2 separate regions of the Sus scrofa genome follow, and region 2 is linked to region 1. The links are chromatin contacts, called in public Hi-C maps. All regions are on one chromosome and are shown on one strand. Each heading gives the region's core, a stretch centred on a gene start, on an enhancer-like site or on the middle of the called end of the contact. The rest is flanking DNA. Distances are from core to core; before and after follow the strand shown. Region 1 has its middle 44 kb from the start of MC2R. Region 2 has its middle 9.6 kb from the start of MC5R.

Region 1 (6,980 bases), core at 3,651-6,150:
AGGTGACTTACAAGTCGCTTTGTACCATGAATGTCTGATTGAAGATTCTTTGATGTTGGTATTCAGGTTAGCCAACATTCATTTCTTTTTTTGACAGTATAGCTTACGTTATTGTACAAGAATAGAGAGGGAGTTCCCTTTATGGCTCGGTTAACGAATCCGGCTAGGAACGATGAGGTTGTGGGTTCATCCCTGGCCTTGCTCAGTGGGCTAAGGATCCAGTGTTTGTTTGTTTGTTTGTTTTTTATTTTATTACTCAAATGAATTTATCACATCTGTAAAGGATCCGGTGTTGCCGTGAGCTGTGGTGTAGGTCACAGATGTGGCTTGGATCCCACGTTGCTGTGGCTGTGGCTGTGGCTGGCAGCTACAGCTCTAATTAGACCCCTAGCCTGGGAAGACTCCATATGCCTTGGGTGCAGCCCTAAAAAGACAAAAGACAAGACAAAAAAAAAAAAAAGAAGGAATAGAGGTACCTTGTCCTCAAACAATAAGTCAAGATCTGCAGGTAGATGTGCTGCATCCTCCTAGGGACTTGTGAGCTGGGGATCCTCCAGGGGAGGAGGGTGGTGGAGGCAGAGTGTGCAGTGAGGTTGTATGTGCAAGGGGTGGTGGTGTGTGCAGTGTGGGACTGTGTGTGCAGTGGGGTCGGTGTGTGCTATGCAGGGATGGTATGTGTTTCCACATCCTGGTCCCCTTGTCTCCGAGCCTCAGGGTCCCCATCTGGAGAAAGTGGAAATATGTGTGCTTAGCTTTAGCCTTGTGATACGGATTGAACATAATTCATATAAGTGTAATATTTGGAAGGTTTTATATATTCAGTCAAAATAAGCTCTTGTAATTATTATGTTCGTTAATATTTAAGCATGGATAAAAGAATGATGAACAACTATTTTTGTAGGATGGGAGCAAATGATACGACCACTGGTCAAACAGACTATAAGAAGTTTCTGTAACTTGGGATATCCAAGGTGGGCGGACAAGCTGGTGTTGACTAAGAATTGCAGAAGCTTGTTCCTCCAGAAATTGTCCTTGGCAGCTGATACCTAAGAGCTACGGCTCCTCCTGGTGGCTGTTTCAAGGACGATGCTCTCATTTCCCAGTTATCCTAAAATGAACTAAGAAGGAATCCTTGTGAACTCTGTACTTGATAAAACTCAGGCCAAACTGTGTGAATCATCTTGAGTTTAGCCAAAAAAACATACCATAAGCAAATCATGGTTAAAGCTCAAAGAATCTGGAAAGCATTTATAATTTTTCAAGCGGGTAGGTTTTGAGGGACCCAGAAGTACTGGGTGGAGTTTGGAATGGAGTCTTTAACTTTACAGAAGAGTGAAGAAGGAGGAAAATGCTGCGTAAAGCATGGCAAAGCAGTGGACCATGTTGAGGTTCAGGGGTTGTGGAACAGCCAGAGTATTTGTCTGAGATGCAGAAATGGGACAGAGCATCTAAGCACAGCCCAGCATTTCATTAGAAAATAAAATATTTGAAGTAAATTTATTATTTCTTTTGCCACTAATTTGTTTAAAAACATTAACTTCATAGAAACTTGAAATGAAAATATTAATGTCAAACTACTTGTGATAATTCCTAGCTCATAGTGTCATTAAAATTTTGGTTTCTATGGTCAGCCTGAATTCTCAAAAACAATACAGAAACATAATAGTTTTAGGCAAAGGGTCCCTGAAAACCCAGACTCTCAGAAGTAATTCACATTTCAGTATTTGCTTTTGCTTTAAACTCCTTGACCAAAAATCATACTAACAATGAAGGAAACAGATGGAACATCTTGAAGGCATTTTACTCATGGAAACCCTGAAGCTTTTCCTGTTTTCTCTTTTTTATTTATTTTTTATTTTTTATTTTTATTTTTTTGGTGCAACTAATGAATAGCAAAGCAGGATTTTGTGTTTACGCTAGGAATTAACAACCTACCTATATATTATTTTTTAATTATGAAAACGAATTCTGACAAAGAGGAAAACTTTTGGTCTTCAACCCATTTGTAATCTTGGAACCACATGCCAAAGGTTGAAGGCTGAATCTCACAGGAAAAATCGAAGCCACGTTCTCACCTATCATTACCTATCCTATGAGATTGATTTAGCCAAGCCTCCCTGTTCACATGTGGAAAGAAATGACAACTCTCCTCCAATCATGACACCATGGCAGGGAGGCGGTGCCGTGTCTCATGCTGGAGTCGCAGGTCTCCTTTTTCTGCTGGGCCCCTGGGGCCTGAGCAGCCCCAGCCACCTGCTTTGCTCAGCCCTGACCTGGATGTGGGTCACAGACCACTTGATCTATCCAGGGCCTTGGTGAGTGAACGCCCACGGTGGGTGGTTATTTCCCACCCCAGAGAGCAGCCCCCACCTGGACCATCAGACTCCCCGCAGGCATCCCCACATAGTCCCCAGCCTTCCTTTTCCTCTTCCTCCTCTGCTTCCCTCTGCATGCATCTTCACCTTCAAATTCCTTTTCATTTCTCTTGAAGGGCAGTTTATCTATTTTCTGACGCTAAAATCTATGCTGTGGGGGGGGCCTCATTTCTTGCACCTAATGCAGTTTACAAAGGTTTTGCCTGATCCAAGGTCATCTACTCCAGGGCCAAATCTTTATCGTTCCAATTTTAGTATATGTGCTGCCGAAGCGAGCACCTGGGCCAAATCTTTAAATGGCAAATATTTGGTTGTGGATGATGTAAACAGTTCTTCCCCCTCTGTCTGTTATTCTGTGGATGGAAAAAATTCCAAGATATTTTTGAACGCAAAGCCTAGCTTGTCATCTCCCTGTCAAAATCTGAGTGACCTTCTGAAGAGGGGGATTGAAACAGCACTAGGATGAGTTTGGCTGGGGGCGTGGTCTCATCACTGTAGGGTCTCAGGACAGAAAAGGCCTTGGGCTCCAACCATTATCTGGAAGCCGAGAAAGTCCTTTAGGTTTTCCCCCCTGACTCCACCTCCGGGAGCAGGCCTGGTTTCTACTCGGGGTTGTGAGGGTCCTGGAGCCCAGAAATGTCAGGCCCATGGTCTTTGATGAGGAGAAACCTCTCCACTTCTCTTTAATAAAAAGCAGCACATCAGCAGTGTCAAACCTCGAGCAGATGCTGGTTGTTATTATCTGAGGCAGTGAATTTACATGGAGGTGTCTGGGGAGCCTGGATTTGGGGTGCTTAGCTTTCCTTTGCTTTGGGAGGTTCACTTTTACAAACTTTCTGGTGAATCAGAAATCTGTTCTTTTATGGCTCATCTGTGAACCAGATTTACACGTAAAGCACAGCAGACAGATGGTGCTATGGACTGAATATCTTGGGTCCCCCAACCCCTAGCCCACAAATCCATAGGTGGAAGCCCTAATCCCCAGTGTGATGGTATTTGGAGGTGGGCCTTTGGGAGGTAATTATATGGTTTAGGTGCAGTAATGGGACCCCCATGATGGGATTAGTGCCCTTATAAGGGGATAAAAGAGACCAGAACTCTCTGTCTCTGCTGCTTGAGTATCTGTCGAGCCAATGCACTGTTACCCAGGAAGAGGCCCCCACCCTGACTCTGTTGGCGCCTTGATCACAGATGTTAGCCTCCAGAATGGTGAGAAAGAAACTGTGCTGTTTAAGTCCTCCCCACCGCATCATTCCGTTACAGTCTGAACTGACCAAGACTAGGTCTGAATCTAACGGAAAGAAATTGATTAAGGGCTTGTAAGTTTCTGTATGTGGTTAAATAAATAACCCAGGCACACAAAGGCAATTGAGAAGAGATGTAGCATTTAGGAAGGTGACTTGGAAATATCAGATGATTTGTTTTAGGCAAAAAGAACGCAAAAACAGGCATTAATGTGATGTGGTTCCTAAGAGAGCAAATTCAAGTTTGGGAACCTGGGGAGGGGTACATCAGTGTGAAGAATAATCCTGTTTGGTTTGGCTCTGGTCAGATCCAACCTAGACCATCCGGTCCAGATACCACAGTTTAAAATGGAAGATCGTGGCCAAGATGGTAACAGAAGCTTAAAAGGACACTTACTTTGAGAATGAGTCCTTTGACACAACATCGCAACTCAATTACACTTTAATTAAAAAAAAAAAAAAGATTGATGGAGTTCCCGTCGTGGCACAGCGGAAACAAATCCAACTAGGAACCATGAGGTTTTGGGTTCGGTCCCTGGCCTTGCTCTGTGGGTTAAGGATCCGGCATTGCCGTGAGCTGTGGTGTAGGTCACAGATGCAGCTCAGATCTGGTGTTGCTGTGGCTCTGGCGTAGGCCGGCAGCAACAGCTCCGATTCGACCCCTAGCCTGGGAACCTCCATATGCCGTGGGTACAGCCCTGAAAAGACAAAAAGGCGCAAAAAAAAAAAAAAAAAAAAAAAAAAAAAAGATTTGAGTCCTGGAAAGTGGCTGTGGGGCTAAGCCAAAGAGGCATAGAAAATCTGGGCTTGCATGTTACCCTACTCTTCCTCCCCTTCTCCCCGATTCCCATTATTTCTTAAAATAGTCAAAACGTGATGCTGGAAACCTGTTACAGGTTGAATTGTGTCCCTGCAAACCCTAACCTAAGGACCTCAAAATGTGACTGTATTAGGAGATAGTGTCTTTAAAGAGAGAATTAAGAGGAAAATGAGGTCATTAGGGTGGGCCCGATCTAGTAAGACAGGCATCCCCATAAGAAGGGACACTGAGAGAGACGCAGGAAGGCACGGTCTGCAAGCTCAGGAGAGAAACCAAACCTGCCAACCCCTCGATCCTGGACTTTCCCTTCCAGAACCATGAGGATGTAAGTTTCTGTGTTTCAAGCCCCCCACTTGCTGGTCAGATGGGCTGTTCCTCCACCTACCTGTCACGAGTGTGTGATCTTCTGCGGGTATAGGCAGCTCAGAAGGGAAGCACAGGTGACTGACTTCTCACCTGAGACCCCTTCCTGTGCAGCTCAGCTTCTACACACTTTCTCCAAAGTTCTCTGTCATTGTCCTGCTACCTATTCGGTTTCCTGCACTTAAGGTCTTGGAGTACACTTGCCAAAACCAAAAGGGGGCTTTATTGGACAAGAACCAACATCTTAAAGGTAAGCAATGGAACAGAGGTGCCAGAGCCCCAGGAGATGCAGGGGGCCAGCAAGTGTATCGCTCTATGCCCCCTCTCACCTCTCATATCCTTGCAGCTGTTTTAGTTCTTCACATGTGGGTATTTCCCCTCCTCCTTCTCTGTAGATCTTTGGCAAGAAATCAGTGTCCCCACCCTCTTCGAAGTAGACCCAGAAAATTTACCTGAAACAGGCATTTGTTTAAAAAAAAAAAAAAAAGTTGTTTTGACCATTTTTGTAATCTCCCATGGGGCAGAAATACTGACTGGATCTTCCAAAATATGAAATACTTTCACTTTTTTGTTTGTTTTTGGCCAGGACCACAGCATGCGGAAGTTCCTAAGCCAGGGATTGAACCCACACCACAGGAGCAACAATGATGGATCCTTAACCTTAACCTTAGCCACAAGAGAACTCCTATTTTCACTTTCAGATTTTAGAAAATCAGTCATTTAAAAAAAAAAAAAAAAAACAACCTCCCTGAGCAAAACAAAATCTCTCTGATTTCAGTCTTTAAGCAGCTATTTAGGACTTTTAGCTTCAAAAAGAACAGGACACTTGGAAAGAAGTCAGGCAGCAAATGCACTAAAACTATCATTCCAGAATATACCTAATACTTGTCTGAAATAATACACTTACTTGTTTGTTTTGTTTGTTTTTGTTTTTCACCTTTTTCTAGGGCTGCTCCCATGGCATATGGAATTTCCCAGGCTAGGGGTTGAATCGGAGCGGTAGCTGCCAGCCTATACCACAGCCACAGCAACGCTGGATCCGAGCCGCCTCTGCAACCTACACCACAGCTCACTGCAACGCCGGATCCTTAACCCGCTGAGCAAGGCCAGGTATCGAACCTGCAACCTCATGGTTCCTAGTCAGATTCGTTAATCGTTGAGCCACGATGGGAACTCCATACACTTACTTGTTTTTAGTTAATGTGATGCATTAACAACACACACATAAAGCTTTTGGGAAATGGCTGTGGTTATAAAGTATCTTATAAAGATATTTGTTCCACAAATACTTTAACACATGATTGAGAGGATCAGTGTTTTCACTTCTTAGTATTTTAAAACTCTTAAATCTTAACATGGAAGATTATAATGGAAAAACATAACATCCTCTATTTTTTCAATTACTTTATCTCAATTACCAGATACTACCATAAATGACAGCATCCATGCACAAGCGAAGGCTCAAATATAATTAAAATTCCTCTTTTCTAGGATTAAAGTTTCTTGAACAGTCACTAACATGTACAAACTACAAAAGCAAGGGAATCCTTAAGTTAATTCCATGCATGAGTCAATATTCAACATTTCTTTTTAATTACAGTAAATCAGAATTGTAAGCTCCATATACACATAAAAGAGAATGTATCTTTCTCTTTGGTTAAGGAGAGTTATAGTGCTTCAAGAACACAAAGCAAAGTGAAAAATTATCTGTTCATTTGGTTAATGTAAACAGTTGGATAAATGACATACTTAATGCATTTTAGGTCTGAATTATTTTGTTTGTTTTTCTACATTGGACAGATTGCCATCATAAAGATTTAAGGACTTTTGGGGGTTTTTTTGTTTTTTGTCTTTTTGGCATTTCTTGGGCCGCTCCCGAGGCATATGGAGGCATATGGGGTCAAATCGGAGCTGCAGCCGCCAGCCTATGCCAGAGCCACAGCAATGAAGGATCCAAGCCAAGTCTGCAACCTGCACCACAGCTCACGGCAACGCCAGATCGTTAACCCACTGAGCAAGGGCAGGGACCAAACCTGCAACCTCATGGTTCCTAGTCAGATTCGTTAACCTTTGAGCCACGACGGGAACTCCGGACTTTTGGTTTTGAGCAGAAGAGTGGCATTTCAGGGTTCTGATTTTTAAGACTGCCCTGGTTGGTGTGTTGAAAATAGACTGTAG
Region 2 (7,365 bases), core at 196-2,695, 120 kb before region 1:
GACCCACCCACCTGCTCACCAGCTCAGCATGATGCCTGGAGTGGGGCCATTCAGGGCCTTTGTCCTCAAGGAGCAAACAGGCCAAGAACCATTATAACATGTGTGCATGGGAAAGTACACTCTGTGCAACTGACAATGGACTTGGGTGACACAGTTACATCATGATGTATAATAAGAAATATGTACCATTCCTGCACAGAGTTCCTCTAACCTTTGGAATTTACAAAGTTACGAGATGGAGAAGGTGTATTTTGTTACGTTAATGAGGCAGTTTTTTGGAGTGCCCCTAAAGGATTTGGAATCCTAAGGACAGGGCAGTTCTCCAGAGGAACCAATCACATGATTAGATGGGTAGAACTTTCAGCCCCACCCCCTCCCCTGATGGTGGGAGGTTGAATTCAACTGCCAATTGCCAATGGTTAAAGCAGCCATGCCTGTGTCATGAAGCCCCCATAAAACCCCTAAAGGACGGGCCTCTGAGCACTCTGGTTGGTGACTGCGTGGACATTTGGAGAGTGGTGACTGCAGAGGGCAGGGGAGCTCAGAGCCCCCACCCTGGAGCAGCTCTGCCATCTGACTGTCCTGTTCCTGAGTTATATCCTTTTATTTATTATTTATTTATTTATTTGTCTTTCTGCCTTTTCTAGGTCTGCTCCCGCGGCATATGGAGGTTCTCAGGCTAGGGGTCTAATCGGACCTATAGCCGCCAGCCTACGCCAGAGCCACAGCAACACCAGATCCAAGCCGCATTTGCAAACTACACCACAGCTCACGGCAATGCCGGATCCTCAACCCACTGAGCAAGGCCAGGGATCAAACCTGCAACCTCATGGTTCCTAGTCAGATTCGTTAACCACTGAGCCACGACGGGAACTCCGAGTTATATCCTTCTACAATAAATGCGATGTGGAGTAAGTAAAATGTCTCTGAGTTCTGTGAGGCTTTCAAGCCCAAGGAGGGGGGTTTTGGGAACCTCTGCTTTATAGCAAGGTGGTTGCAGTACCGGTGACACTGGACCCTGATTGGTATCTGGCGGGCTGAGTCTTCACTCTGGGGGCTTTGAGGCTCCTCCGGCTCATCATGGCAGGGTTGGGTTGATTGTAGCACCAGGCTAGAGTCAACACTGCTTGGTGCTTGGTGCTGTATGAACATTCCCGCCTCAGGCAGGGTCCCAGTGGGAGTGGTGCTGACCCGTGCTCTCCACGTCGGCTGCACTGAACCCACAGTGGGGGTGGGCGCGGGGCAGAGTCTAGGGTGAGGGGTGGGTTTGGAAAAGCTCTTGAGAGGTTAGGCTCTTCCCCACTTCCCACTGAAGATCCACATTGCGTAACATTTGAGGGAGGAACTATTAGAACTAGTGAAGTCAGGAGATTAATATATGAGTGGTTACAAAAGGCCTTGAAGGATGGGCTGTGTTTCCAGAGCTGTGGAGGAGAGGGCAGCCCGGGACGGGCAATCGCCAGGGAGAATCTGATGCTTGCTAGTGGCGAAATAGCCTGCGAAGGCCAAGGATGTACATTGGGGCAAAAGTGAAAAATCACTGAAATGTGCTGGAAATTACAGATGTGGGATTACATGGGCCTTGAGAGCCTAAGAGAAGAATCTGTTTTACACTTGTAGGAACTAGGGTTCCTACAGTCACTGAGGGTGTTTCTTTTTCTTTTTCTTTCTTTTTTTTTTTTTTGTCTTTTTGCCATTTCTTGGGCCGATCCCGTGGCATATGGAGGTTTCAGGCTAGGGGTTGAATCGGAGCTGCAGCCACCGGCCTACGCCAGAGCCACAGCAATGTGGGCTCCAAGCCTCATCTGCAACCTACACTACAGCTCACAGCAAAGCCAGATCCTTAACCCACTGAGCAAGGGCAGGGATCAAACCCACAACCTCATGGTTCCTAGTTGGATTCATTAACAACTGAGCCACGATGGGAACTCCTCTTTTTCTTCTCTCTTTTAAAACACATGGCCATGATCCAATAATATCAGTTTGGCAAATTTGAGTGATGGCCAGGGGATGGGGGGAGGCTGTTGCAGGGGCCTGATGCGACCTAGGGCCTGCACCAGTGTGGGCAGGAAGTCAGGCGGAAGGCGGATCTCTCTGCCTAATGCCCGACCTGCCAAGTTCTCTGGAAGGGACTCGGTCCAGTGTGCCGGGACTGCTCCTGTCTTCTACATCACATTCAGAAAGATCCTGATAGGGCTTCAGCCTCAAGATTGGGTATAGCTCTGACTATCCCTTTCCCAGGATCTTTCCCATCGCAACTTGCTGATCTGTCCCATCCCTTCATATTCACCTATTTCCTCCTTTTTTCTTGCCTCGTTGTGCTCACTTGGAACAAATACACTTTTTAGAGCTGCCCGAGTCTAGTTCTAAGGCAAAGATTCACCCGTGTGTTTCCTGCACACTGACTTTGTCCTTGGCTGTGATGTGCATCTGGGGGAATAGCTGAGGCGCCTCTGCTGCCCCGAGAGCAAGCCCCACCCACAGCAGCAGGGCTGGCACAATGATCACAAAACCAGGATGAGGATGAGGAAAGCAGTGCTATGGAAATATCCACATCCTTAGGGCTCTCCCAAAGGAAACTTAAGCCCGGTTTCCTTTTGTGTCTTTTTGTGTCCTTCCTTCCCCCAACTGCTGATAACCAAGTGGGCATTGGCCTTGTCCCCCCTGCTGAGGAGTTGAACTCACCTGCTCCACACACCTGTCCCCAGCCTCTGCTCTTTGCCTCCTTTGTAGCTAAATAATGTCTGCTTCTAAAACGTGCCCCCTTGGCTTCCACGCACTCTGTCCTGTTCTGGGCCACTTCCAGTCCCTGGTTCTTCCTTCTCTGGTCCTTCCCACAGCGGGCCCTGCCGTGAGGTGGTACCTGCAGCGGTTTTCTGTGTATAAGCTGTCTCTCAGTCTTGTCCACTTGTGTCATTTAGACCTTCATCTCCGGGCAAACCCTCCACCTTGAGGCTTACCTTCTAAGCTTCTGCCTGGTGTTTTGGGGAGATGCAAACATCTCAACCTTTGCCTCCCACATTCCTCTTCTGCCTTCCCTCAGTCAGCAGTACTCTTTCCATAAGTGCAGAGACAGGGGGTCAGCTGGCTCCCCTCTTGCCCTTGCTGTCACTATAGAATCAGTTGGAAAATCCTATGGGGTCCAAGGCCCAAATGCCTATGCCTGATGGTGCCTTTATGTCCTTGCTGCCACAAACAGCTTTAAGTTATGTCAGAACTGCTGTGGTCCTAGCGCAGGTCAGGGAGAGCTGACCCCAGTGGAAACTGGCTGCTTCTTCTTACAGCCAGAGAGTAAGGGGAAGGGTAGTGGGGTCTTACTGATTAGCCAGGGGTCTGAAACTCTTCATTCCTGATAAGGGCCTGCCTGAGTGAGCCATCCCTTTATGGAGATAAGGAGAGCTTGCTAGCAGGTCACTTCATCTGAAGAGAGCCAGGCCTGCCATGAACATCAGCTCCACGTGTCATCCATTAGCTTAGCCTCAGGTTTTGTGTTTGAGCTGATATGCTGTGGCTTGAGTTTCACACGGGCTTTCTCCTCCTGTGCTGACTCCCTGGTAGTGCTGCTCTGGGGGTTCATTCCTCCTGCTCAGAGTCCTTGCTGACCTCTAGAGCTGGCCTAAGTACCTGACATACCTTCCCCTTCCTTGACCTCCCCAATATGAGCTAATCTTCCAATCCCCCCACTTACCCACAAAACCAGAGTACTCCCAGCACGGCTTGTGCTTTTTTTTTTTTTTTTTTTTTTTGTCTTTTGTCTTTTTAGGGACGCACCCAGGGCATATGAAGATTCCCAGGCTAGGGGTCCAATCGGAGCTGGATCCTTAACCCACTGAGAGAGGCCAGGGATCGAACCTGCAACCTCATGGTTCCTAGCCGGATTTGTTTCTATTGTGCCACGACGGGAACTCCGCTTATGCTTTTTTGTTTCCAGACTTCAAGCTGCTCATCTGGGGGGAACAACTCCCTCACATCCAAAGAGCATCTTGAGTCTCCTCCTTGAGAATCTCCATGTCACCCCCATGGTGGCAGAGCAGATGGCTTTCTGTCCCTTACCAGAACATAAGGCTTTCTGTGGAAAGGGACATGTATAGGTTAGGGCAATGATGGAGAGGGTCCAGATTTGATCTGCTCAGGACAGCAGCAACCAGTTACAAGTGGCAACCGAGCACTGAAATTATGGCCAGTGTGACTGAGGACCTTTTCGCTTAATGCATGTTTACATTTAAATAAGACATGTGCTACTCACCACTGTATTGGACAGCATAGACTTAGAATTTGGTTCACTATATAAAACAGAAAACCCCCAAACAACAGCAACTTACTCAACTTTCTCCTTTACAGAAAAAGGTCTGGAGGAAGACATTTTGAGGCTAGAATGGAGATCTAGGCTGCCGTAAAGAACCAAGGTTTATATCCTCAAGGCTACCTCATGGCCCAAGGTGGCTGCTGCGGCTCTAGCCCTCAGAGCTGCATTACAAGCCAAAACAGAAGGACAGAAAGTCAGGAGCATCAGCTTTTCATTACAGATGTTTTTCTTCAGCCCTGGGAAATTATTTTCTATTATTTCCTTTTCTTATTTCTTTCTTTCTTTTTTTTTTTTTTTTTTTTTTTTTTTGGTCTTTTTGCCATTTCTTGGGCCGCTCCCGCAGCATATGGAGGTTCCCAGGCTAGGGGTCTAATTGGAGCTGTAGCCACCGGCCTATGCCAGAGCCACAGCAACGCAGGATCTGAGCTGCGTCTGCAACCTACACCACAGCTCACGGCAATGCTGGATCGTTAACCCACTGAGCAAGGCCAGGGATCCAAACTGCAACCTTATGGTTCCTAGTCGGATTCGTTAACCACTGAGCCACAACGAGAACTCCTCCTTTTCTTATTTCTGTCTCTTTTTGTAACTCCTGTCATCATACCCTGATCCACCTGGATTGATGCTGTGTCTCTTCATATTTCTCCTCCTGTTCACTCCCCTGACATTTTGTTATGTATTCTCAATGACTTCTTCAAATTTTTCTTTCTTTCCTCATGTCTTCTTTTTTATTTTATTTATTTATTTTTATTTTTTTATAATTTATTTTTTTTCCCACTGTACAGCAAGGGGATCAAGTTATCCTTACATGTATACATTTTTCCCCCACCCTTTGTTCTGTTGCAATATGAGTATCTAGACATAGTTCTCAATGCTACTCAGCAGGATCTCCTTGTAAATCTATTCCAAGTTGTGTCTGATCAACCCAAGCTCCCAATCCCTCCCACTCCCTCCCTCTCCCATCAGGCACCCACAAGTCTTTTCTCCAAGTCCATGATTTTCTTTTCTGTGGAGACGTTCATTTGTGCTGGATATTAGATTCCAGTTATAAGTGATAACATATGATATTTGTCTTTGTCTTTCTGACTCATTTCACTCAGTATAAGATTCTCTAGTTCCATCCATGTAAATGGCATTATGTCATTCTTTTTTATGGCTGAGTAGTATTCCATTGTGTATATATACCACATCTTCCAAATCCAATCATCTGTTGATGGACCTCGTGTCTTCTATTGAATCTGGCAATATATTTTTTAATTCCTATGACTTATTTGTCTTCTGATTGCCTTATTTTCATTGCAAACCATCTTTGAATTCATGGATCCATATCTTCTTGTCCAATCTCTTTAAAGGCAAATTCTGGTTTAAAAAAATTCTGTATTACTTGAATCATTGGCTTTCTCCAAAGTCAATGACTCTGTTGATCTATTCCTTCTTGTTTGTGTAGCTCATTTCCTTCAAATGCTACATGAAACTTGTGTAAGTGAGGGAGAGGGTGCAATGGATCTAACACAGGGATGGGGCTCCCTGATGCTCTTATAAATGAGCAAGCCTGACTGGGAGGCTCTCTGGGAGTGGCTGAGGCATGTCAGTCATCAGAGGTCACATGAAGGGTGACCGGACTCACCACTCTGCACTAAAATGGGAGGGGACTGGCTCTGGGTCGAGCCTCTCTGAGAGCCTTCTGGTATCCTCCTGGCTGCTTTGGAGTGCTGTCCATGGTACTGTGAGTGGGCATCATAATTCTGCAGGTAGTTCTTAGATGGGTCTCCTCGATCTCTTCCTTTTTTCCATCTTGCTAATTCCCGTGGGCCCTATTTCAGGTTTCTCTCTTGTGTGCCCTGGGTCCATGTCATAATGACCCCATCCACCTTCCAGCTCCTGAAATTTATCACAAGTTTTAGTCCTCTGACATCTCCCATCCTGCTCTCAGTACTTTTATAAATTTATTCTTTTTAATGCTTTTATACTGTCATTTCCATGGACTTCCAACATGGAGTGGAGATAGATACTTGAAGGAGAAATCCATTTGCGCTACATTTGGGGGCTGCAAGACCAATCTTCTGTACAAAGCAGAGGGGCAGGTCACTGCCCAGATGCCAGGGTCCAGTTCTAACTGGTGTTCAATTCACTGGCACAGGCCACAGCCAGGTTGGCAGCTTTGCTTCACCGGTACACCCATCAGGGTTCTGTTGCCTTTTTTCTTGTCTTGATTCCTGAGACTCGAGTGAGCAAAGCAACCGGTCAATTCAAAGACCATCACCCAGGTTAGTGGAGGGAGCAAAATCCCTTAGGGGTCCATTCACCAGCTCAGGATTTAGTGCCCCTTCTAAAGTTAATGGTCAAACTTTAATTCCTGCCAGCAGGTGGCAGTGAACTTATCTCAAAATTTCGGTTCTGCCTTCCACCCAACACTGACCAGCCAGTTATGAGCTACAGTAACCCCAGGCGAGAATTCTTCCCCAGACCTCATTGCTTGAAAGCTACTAAAAAATATCTGGAGTGCAAATCGCAGTGTTCTATGTACTTTAAAGGATCCCCCACCCGCCTTGCCATTTTTTCGCTGCAGGGAAGTTCCCAGGCAGGATTTGAATCCAAGCTGCAGCTTCAACATTTGCCACGGCTGGGTCAATGCACGGGATCCCTAACCCACTGTGCCACAGCGGGAACTCAAGGATTATCTCATTTTATCCTACAACCACCTGAAATAATAGTTAAATATTACCAAAGGAGGCCGAAGAGAGATTAAGTTGTCTGCAGTTGTGCCTCTGTGTAGTTGTCTCTCCACTCAAACCCAGGACTCTTCTCTCTTCTCCCAAGCCCTCGGTGCCTTTGCTCTCCTAGTTGTCCTGTGCTCCCCGCCAGCAGATTTAGTTCCACCTCCTTGGGGGACTCTGCAGCCCTGCTGTGCTGCCCTCTGGGTGTTTGGGGCTCGGGTGGAGGGGCTGGGTAGCTGAGCTTCTGGGAAGGGTGACTGGTAAGCACAGGTTCAGGGTGGCTGTGCCATGTCTGCTCCAGGTAGCAGGACTTAAGGAGTGTCCCAGTTTGCACCCAAAAGG

Evidence for each region. A called contact is a pair of places that touch in the nucleus more often than the background predicts.
Region 2: a Hi-C map of omental adipose tissue shows a contact between it and region 1, with 1.6 times the contacts expected there. The contact joins two enhancer-like sites. A contact is called at or near these places in 13 of 47 Hi-C or Micro-C datasets (embryonic fibroblasts, epiblast stem cells, fetal heart ventricle and 7 more).

What each region holds. Positions count from the first base shown.
Region 1 is chr6:96,194,146-96,201,125 of Sscrofa11.1, reverse strand. No RefSeq gene overlaps it. Among named protein-coding and RNA genes, the nearest start is that of MC2R, 44 kb to the left of the region's middle. Within about 2 kb of position 4,900, at least 2 of the 83 cell types and tissues checked have an H3K27ac peak or open chromatin away from gene starts, as enhancers often do. A contact at or near this core is called in omental adipose tissue, where this site is marked.
Region 2 is chr6:96,310,526-96,317,890 of Sscrofa11.1, reverse strand. No RefSeq gene overlaps it. Among named protein-coding and RNA genes, the nearest start is that of MC5R, 9.6 kb to the left of the region's middle. Within about 2 kb of position 1,445, at least 3 of the 83 cell types and tissues checked have an H3K27ac peak or open chromatin away from gene starts, as enhancers often do. A contact at or near this core is called in omental adipose tissue, where this site is marked.